Regions from separate parts of the Mus musculus genome. Here region 1 is linked to region 2. Evidence: chromatin contacts called from public HiChIP or PLAC-seq data. All regions are on one chromosome and are shown on one strand. Each heading gives the region's core, a stretch centred on a gene start, on an enhancer-like site or on the middle of the called end of the contact. The rest is flanking DNA. Distances are from core to core; before and after follow the strand shown.

Region 1 (3,596 bases), core at 873-3,372, 910 kb after region 2:
TTTCGAGCTATTTCTTAGTTATTTTTATTTCTTCTTTGGAGAACTCTGTTCATATCCCAAGCCCATTTACGAATTGGTCCTTTGGTGTTCTTTGACTCTGATTTTTGAGTTCTTTATGTATTCTATATATTAATCCTCTATCAGATGTATAGCTGGCAAAGATTTCTTCCTAACTATGGGCTTCCTCCTGATTTGATTGTTTCTTAGGTGTGAATAAGCTTTTTAGTTTATTAGGTCCCACTTGTTGATTATTGAAGTCCTGCTTAGGAAAATCATTTTCTATCCCTGTATCTTGCAGGGTACTACCTGAGTTTTCTACTATCAAAAAATGATAACGTTTTGACAGACCCTGGCTTTTTTCTTTTCTTTTTTTTTTTTTAAGATTTATTTTATTTATATGAGTACACTGTAGCTGTCTTCAGACACACCAGAAGAGGGTGTCAGATCTCGTTACAGATGGTTGTGAGCCACCATGTGGTAGCTTGGAATTGAACTCAGGACCTCTGGAAGAGCAGTCAGTGCTCTTAACTACTGAGCCATCTCTCCAGCCCAAGCCTGGCTTTCTTAAAGTATGTTCCTTTGGTAAACAAACAAAATGAGTTCACCTTTTGGTGAATACAAAGCCAAAAAGTGCAACCAGGAGATTAAAAGAGAAGGGCATTTCACTATTGAGAGCAAGCAGAGGTTTTGTACTTTGGGGTTTTTTACTTTTTACTAGCCTGAACAGAGAGGATTTTTCTTGTGGAGCCTCTCCGTGCATACCCATATTGATATTGGAAGGTGCGCATGCTCGAGCACATGTGGCTTAAGGTGTCCATCCTGTGATCATGTTAGGGGCAGAGATCACATGGTCAAAGGGATAAAGGGTGAACATAATACTGCCAGAACTGAGAACTTAGAAGGATAATGAGCAGAGATTACTATGGGCTACCTAGAAGAACGGGAGTGATTGTGTGACTCGTTTCTCTTAAATATGTTTTCAAGCGTGTTAGCCGAGACATATGCCAAACTTTGAAGGTCTTTTAAGCAGGCAGCAGTGTTCTGTGTGTATTATAGGTGTTTGTTTCTAATGCACCTGCTCACTACCCTATAACCAACGTAAATGTCCTAGGTAATCCACAGAAAGTAAGGAACACCACAGAGAAGAGTGCCTGGGAAGTGAAGGAAGTTATTTATATAGATACTGTCCACAGGTGACCCAGGCTAGCTTAAACTGTGGTGAACTTTCCCTCGGGGGCCATGTTTGGCCTGTGACCTGAAGAGAAGATTATAAACAACTGATAACATAAATGAAAATTATATCAAGAACTCTGTATTGAAAGGAATTCTCTCCTGAGATAAACTGTTATTGAAGAACACAGTATGAATGCCATTGTTTGGTCTAAGGGCACTTTTATTAGGCTCAAGTCAACCACAAACAGCATCAGTGAAAAGATAACATTTTGATTGGAATATTCTTTCCCTAGGGTGACAATGTATTGATTAATACCTACAGTGGTGTGCTCAAGATCTCTGACTTCGGGACATCCAAGAGGCTTGCTGGCATAAACCCATGTACCGAAACCTTTACAGGTACGCTTTTCCCGAACGATACAGATCTTGGATAATTAAGAATGTAATTGCTGAGCCTCAGCGTCAGGTGAGAGATAAACTAAGTCAGGTTTCTCACAAACACTGATGCTGGGATTGCCTGATGCTCACTGGAAAACTGTACGGGGCCTGACTTGCCCTCCTGTCTTCCTGGGTTCTGAGTGGCTCAGCCTGTGTGTAAACCACTGAAGGTGACTTCCCACTCTCAGCATGCTTGCTTTTTGTTTCCTGACCTTTTTTTTTTTTTTCCCTTGACTGGCTTACAGCCACTCTGACCCTCACGAGACTGCTGTTTACAAACATACCCTCACCCAGCCTCTCTGATTCTTACTCATACCCAAACAACTTCCTATCTGGGCTCCAGTTTCCCCTCCTTCTTAGTCTGTTTTCTCCCAGGAATCAATTCCCCTCCCCCACAACATAAATAACCCTAAGATTTCAATTCAGAAAAGAGGAAGTGACTCATCCACTCGGAAGAGGTGGAGATGAGAAATTGGGCAACGCAGTGACTGAGCTGCCTCTGATGCCAAGTCCTGGGAGGGTGGAGACAGCAGTTTTCAAAAAGGTGAACACAGCCAAGAGGAAAACAGAGCCCAGCAGATGGATGACTGCCCATTAGATACCGAGCCTGCAGAATGTCTCTGTTCCATGTTCTGATGCTAACTCTCCAGGAGCATTGGGCTCTGTTATTATTAGAGGAGGAGGGCAGGGCCAGAGATTTAGAGATTGACTAAAAAAAAAAATTAAGGAGTCAGTGACTAATCTTTGATTCAGTGTAAAGCAAAATGGCCAGATGTCCCCATTTCTGAATCCCCTGTGGTAGACAGAAGCGCCCCCATTTTGCAAGTGGGACATTAGTGGAAAGAGGTGGGAGACACCTCTGGTGGTCAGGGCAGTTTGTCTGTGATGGAGCTCAGGGTTTCCTCTCTACCTTTGCTCTTGCCATTGGCCTGCAGACCTCAGTCCATCTTCCTCTCCCCCTTACTCTGCAGTCTGTGCTGGTGGCCTCGGAGGTGGGAAGGAGGAGAGAGAAACCCTTGTGCCTTTCAGATCCTCCTATCTGCGCCACCTCCTGGACTCCACACAATGTATTTCAGACACAGGATTACCCATATTTACGATGTATTTTAAAATAAATTCCAACCGACGAGCAACTTCCATGTTTGCGCCTCTTTCCTCATTCTCTCTCAGCTTAGCAAGCAGCCATTTAGATGTTGCCCAGACTCAGTGACTTGGGAGATGATAATTCCTACTTCTGCAATGTTTGTGGGCAGGATGTTGATCTCATACCTCCTTTTCATCTTGAAGATTTGTCTTTAATCCACAAGGCACTGTAGGGAAGGAGCCCTCACCGGGGCCCTGAGCCTATAACTCTCCCACTGGCCACACATGAAGGTGATGTGTACAGTGTATGACTAAGGAGCTCAGATCTCTCTTTCATGCTGATCTGAGAGCCATGGCTTGCAGGCAGGTCTTGGTCCTTTCAACACTGTGGGCTTTGTAGTCCTGACTGGCTAGAGGTCAAGATACCTCGTCAGCTCTGGTGAATGTAGTGGGAAGACCTGGCTTGATTTCAGCTCCTGCTGATTTGGGTGAGGGGCAGACAGGGCGAGTCATCGTTTATTGCTCTGACTGCATACCTTGCTTGGGTGCACAGTGCATCATACACACTGAAATTTGTACATGAACCCTAATCAGGAGGTAACATCATCCCGGTTTATGGTGAGAACATTAAGGTTCAAAGAGTTTAAATAACTTGCCCAAGGTCACAGAACTGTTTAGTAATAGATCTGAGGTTTGAGCTAGACTTGACATGCTAAGTGGAGTTAATTACCTTCTCCTCAGACCTTTCCCACCCACGTTCTTCTCTGTCTCTCGCCACTGAGGGCCACTCGAGACTTTGGCTGTCACTGGCACCCTTTCTCACGCTGCAGTCTGACCATCGAGGAAGCATGTCGGTCCAGAAGTGGGACGGGCTATGACCCTTCCAGTGCCAGAGATCTCCT
Region 2 (3,274 bases), core at 170-2,669:
CAGGGAAAGCCTCTGGCTTCTGCCTTGGAAAGCTGAAGACTGCTTAAATTTCTGTGGAATTCTGGGGAAAATCCAGAGCTCTCTCTGCTTTGAAAACAATGGCTTATAGAGATAAACTCTTGGCTATGCAACCTAAGAAGTGGGAAGGCCAAGAGTGTCCCTAGGGTGGATACCGGGCCTGATTAGCATTCCTTAGAAGTCCCACCCTTCTGGCTCCATCCAGCTGACACTGATTTCTGAATGGAGGGCTTGTGGCCTCCTGCCTGCTCAGGCCCCACTTGGAAGATCAGCACAGAACTTCCTGTTATCAAGGGTTCCACAGGTTGTCAGTGTTGCAGCCACACCCTGAGCAGAGCTGACTAGGTACCCTTAGTTGTTTGCCAGGGAGTCAAGGGGAGGGAGCCAGCAATACCTAGCCTCCAGCTATACTAAATTCTCTCTCTCTCTTTTTTGCTTTTTTGTAGACAGGAAACAAGCCTTAAAAGTTCAATCAATATTTCAAAGTTATGCAGTTAGTTAGTGACAGAGCCAAGAAAAGTGGCCAAGTTTCACTTATATATTCAACACATATTAATCAATTTCTACTCTATGTTCAGGATGTCAACAGTTAAGTACCAACAGAGGGAGTGGCTTTCAGGAAAACTGTGTACATTCAGGAATGAATGGCAAAGGGCGGTAATTTGGGATGTGCACAGACGTCTTAGATACAACAGGAGAGACTGGGGTGAGGGAGGCTGTTTAAAGACCTAGGGGGAAATGTGCTTAAGCTGCACGAAACAAAGGTTCACTGGTCATAGAAGTTGGGAGTGAAGACATTGAGCGAACAACATAGCCAGGCAAATGTCTATCTGTCCTTCTTGTAGCTTGGTAGAATTTCTTGTGATGATCCTTGTTACAGAAATAGGTACAGAATAAGCAAAATAACTGGGACAAACACCGACTCAGTGTGCTCACTGTGAAGGAATTTCTTGTGGGTTTTAGAAAGTCTTTATGATAGTTCATAACCCCAGCTCTGTTTATTCTGGGTCTGACCAGAGTGATTTCATCTTGACATTGGCAACTTTCATATCCAATTTTCAGAAGGGAAAGAGCAATGAGAGAAACTTTTTTGCAATGGAGGGTTAGCAATTTGAGTCTAAGCCCATCCTCCAAGTTTTATTCAGTCACCAGACTTAAGTCCTTTCTCGGGTCATCCAGGGAGCATGCAAACATGAAATAGCATTCCTCTTGCCAGGATGGATTCCTCCAGGAATGTGATCCAGTCTTTACTAAAGCAAATGTGAGGGGGAATTTGTTCTATGGCTTGGATATGCTCTCTCTTTTCTAGAATGTTGTCTTCTATGGATGTGCTACCCAGAGCTGAGGGATGTAGCCTGTTGATCAGCCGAGGCTACACGGGAAGAAAGTTGGGAAATCACCTATGCCCTTGACATCACAAAGCCACTGAGAAACCAAACTTGGAGGCCCTGCAACAGCCTATCTTGACATGTGATCTGATAAAATGATCTTACTGATTAACTCAGTTGAGTCAGGTTCTGTAATGCTTGCAACAGAAAGCATCCTTCAAAAAGATGAGCAGTTTTAATGATAGGTCGTTATTAGTGTTTCCATCCAATGGTTTCTGATTTTTTTTTTCCCATAGGAGAGTGTACGGCAAGGATGAGAGGTTTGGGAAACTGGAATTGAGCTTCTTAGATTTCTTCAGAAATGTCATATAGTTTAAGATCATAGCAGGAGAAATCTGCTCAATAGTTGATTTTTCTGTAACTGTGCTCATTAGCCCTAAGACAGCAATGGAGAAGATAGGTCACAGTAGTCTACAGTGTGTGGGGATTTCCAAAGATGTGCTTTTCTGTCTCTGATCCATTACATTGTCTTCAAGATGCTGACCTTTTCTAAGATTAATGAACGTCTACTAAATGCAGGGTATTCATAGGTTTCTGTTGTGTGTGTTGGGGGGGGGGGGAGATGTTCTCTGCCTTCTAGCTGTATTCAGAGAATCTCATTGTGAGCACAAGGTGTTAGAACATTTAGTGACCTTCAGTAGGACTGAAATGGCTAGCATATCATTAAAGAGTTGAAAACTAGTGTGTGTGTATACACACACACACACACACACACACACACACACACATATATATATATATATATATATATATATATACCTACATATATATACACTTATATCATGTTTTGTATACATATATACTGACTTATGTAGTAAGCTAGTAAGTTATATATACTGCTCATTTAAAAAACAATTATGTATGTAGGTATGAGTTTCGTACTTCAGTCTTAGTCTGTTCTCTGGATGTGTGTAGCGTCCATGGAGGCAGGAAGAGAGTGTCAGAACTGGACTTATAGATAATTGTTAGCTGCCATGTGGATGCTGAGACTCCAACCCAAATTCTCTGGAAGAACAGCCAGTGCTCTCAACTGCTGAAGCAGGCTCCAGATTCAAGCTTCAGGCTCTCTCTCTCTCTCTCTCTCTCTCTCTCTCTCTCTCTCTCTCTCTGTGTGTGTGTGTGTGTGTGTGTGTGTGTGTGTGTGCTCGAGTGCACACTCACTCGCACGCAGGCCAGAAATCATCACTGAGTGGCTTTTTATCCATGTTGCACCTTATTTTTTGAGATAAGACTCTAATTGAGCCTGGAGCTTTCCAGTTCAACTAAGCTGATCATCTGCCCCTGAACACTGAGATCACAGGTGCACACCACAGCTTTTCATGTGAGCACATGGTTCATGCCATGCAGTGAACACTTTATTTACTGACAGAGAGAAAGGGGAGGTCCTTCAGTCTGCTGCATTCTTCAGGGTTGGTCTGAAGGCCTGAGAACCAGGGGAGACAGTGATAGAAGGTCTAAAAACCAATATTTGGGGTGTCCAAGGACAGAAAAAAATGGATTTCAGGGCTCAAATTGCAGGAACAAACTCCCACTTCACCCACTTTTTTTTCTATCCCAGCTGTTAACTAAAAGAACAAGACCAGTTCCCGTTGTGAGAGCAATCGTCATCTTTATTCAGTACATATCAGCACTCAAACACTAATTTCCTCTGGAAACACCCTCAGAGACTTACTAAAAAATAATCTTTTACCATTCATTAGGCATTTTTTTTAACCCAGCCAAACTGATAAAGAAGATGAACTATCGCATCCTCAATGACTTGTGAGCAGATGTAGAACATGTATTTCTCTCTGGGAGGTTTTCTCTTTTAGGTAGAGATGCAAAGAACATGAGGTCTAGATACCTATGTATTCAGATAAAACAAAACA

Evidence for each region. HiChIP or PLAC-seq counts read pairs in DNA pulled down with a chosen protein or histone mark.
Region 1: a FOXA1 HiChIP or PLAC-seq map of pancreatic cancer cells shows a contact between it and region 2. The contact joins two enhancer-like sites. A contact is called at or near these places in 2 of 115 datasets of contacts at active chromatin or transcription factors (bone marrow-derived macrophages and pancreatic cancer cells).

The regions. Positions count from the first base shown.
Region 1 is chr10:20,102,694-20,106,289 of GRCm38.p6, forward strand. It overlaps Map3k5 (mitogen-activated protein kinase kinase kinase 5), which reads left to right. Exons shown (of 30, transcript NM_008580.4): 18 at 1,467-1,572. Among named protein-coding and RNA genes, the nearest start is that of Map7, 67 kb to the right of the region's middle. Within about 2 kb of position 2,123, at least 194 of the 459 cell types and tissues checked have an H3K27ac peak or open chromatin away from gene starts, as enhancers often do. A contact at or near this core is called in pancreatic cancer cells, where this site is marked.
Region 2 is chr10:19,192,127-19,195,400 of GRCm38.p6, forward strand. All of the region lies in intron 3 of Gm20139 (predicted gene, 20139), which reads left to right. Among named protein-coding and RNA genes, the nearest start is that of Gm40607, 50 kb to the right of the region's middle. Within about 2 kb of position 1,420, at least 60 of the 459 cell types and tissues checked have an H3K27ac peak or open chromatin away from gene starts, as enhancers often do. A contact at or near this core is called in pancreatic cancer cells, where this site is marked.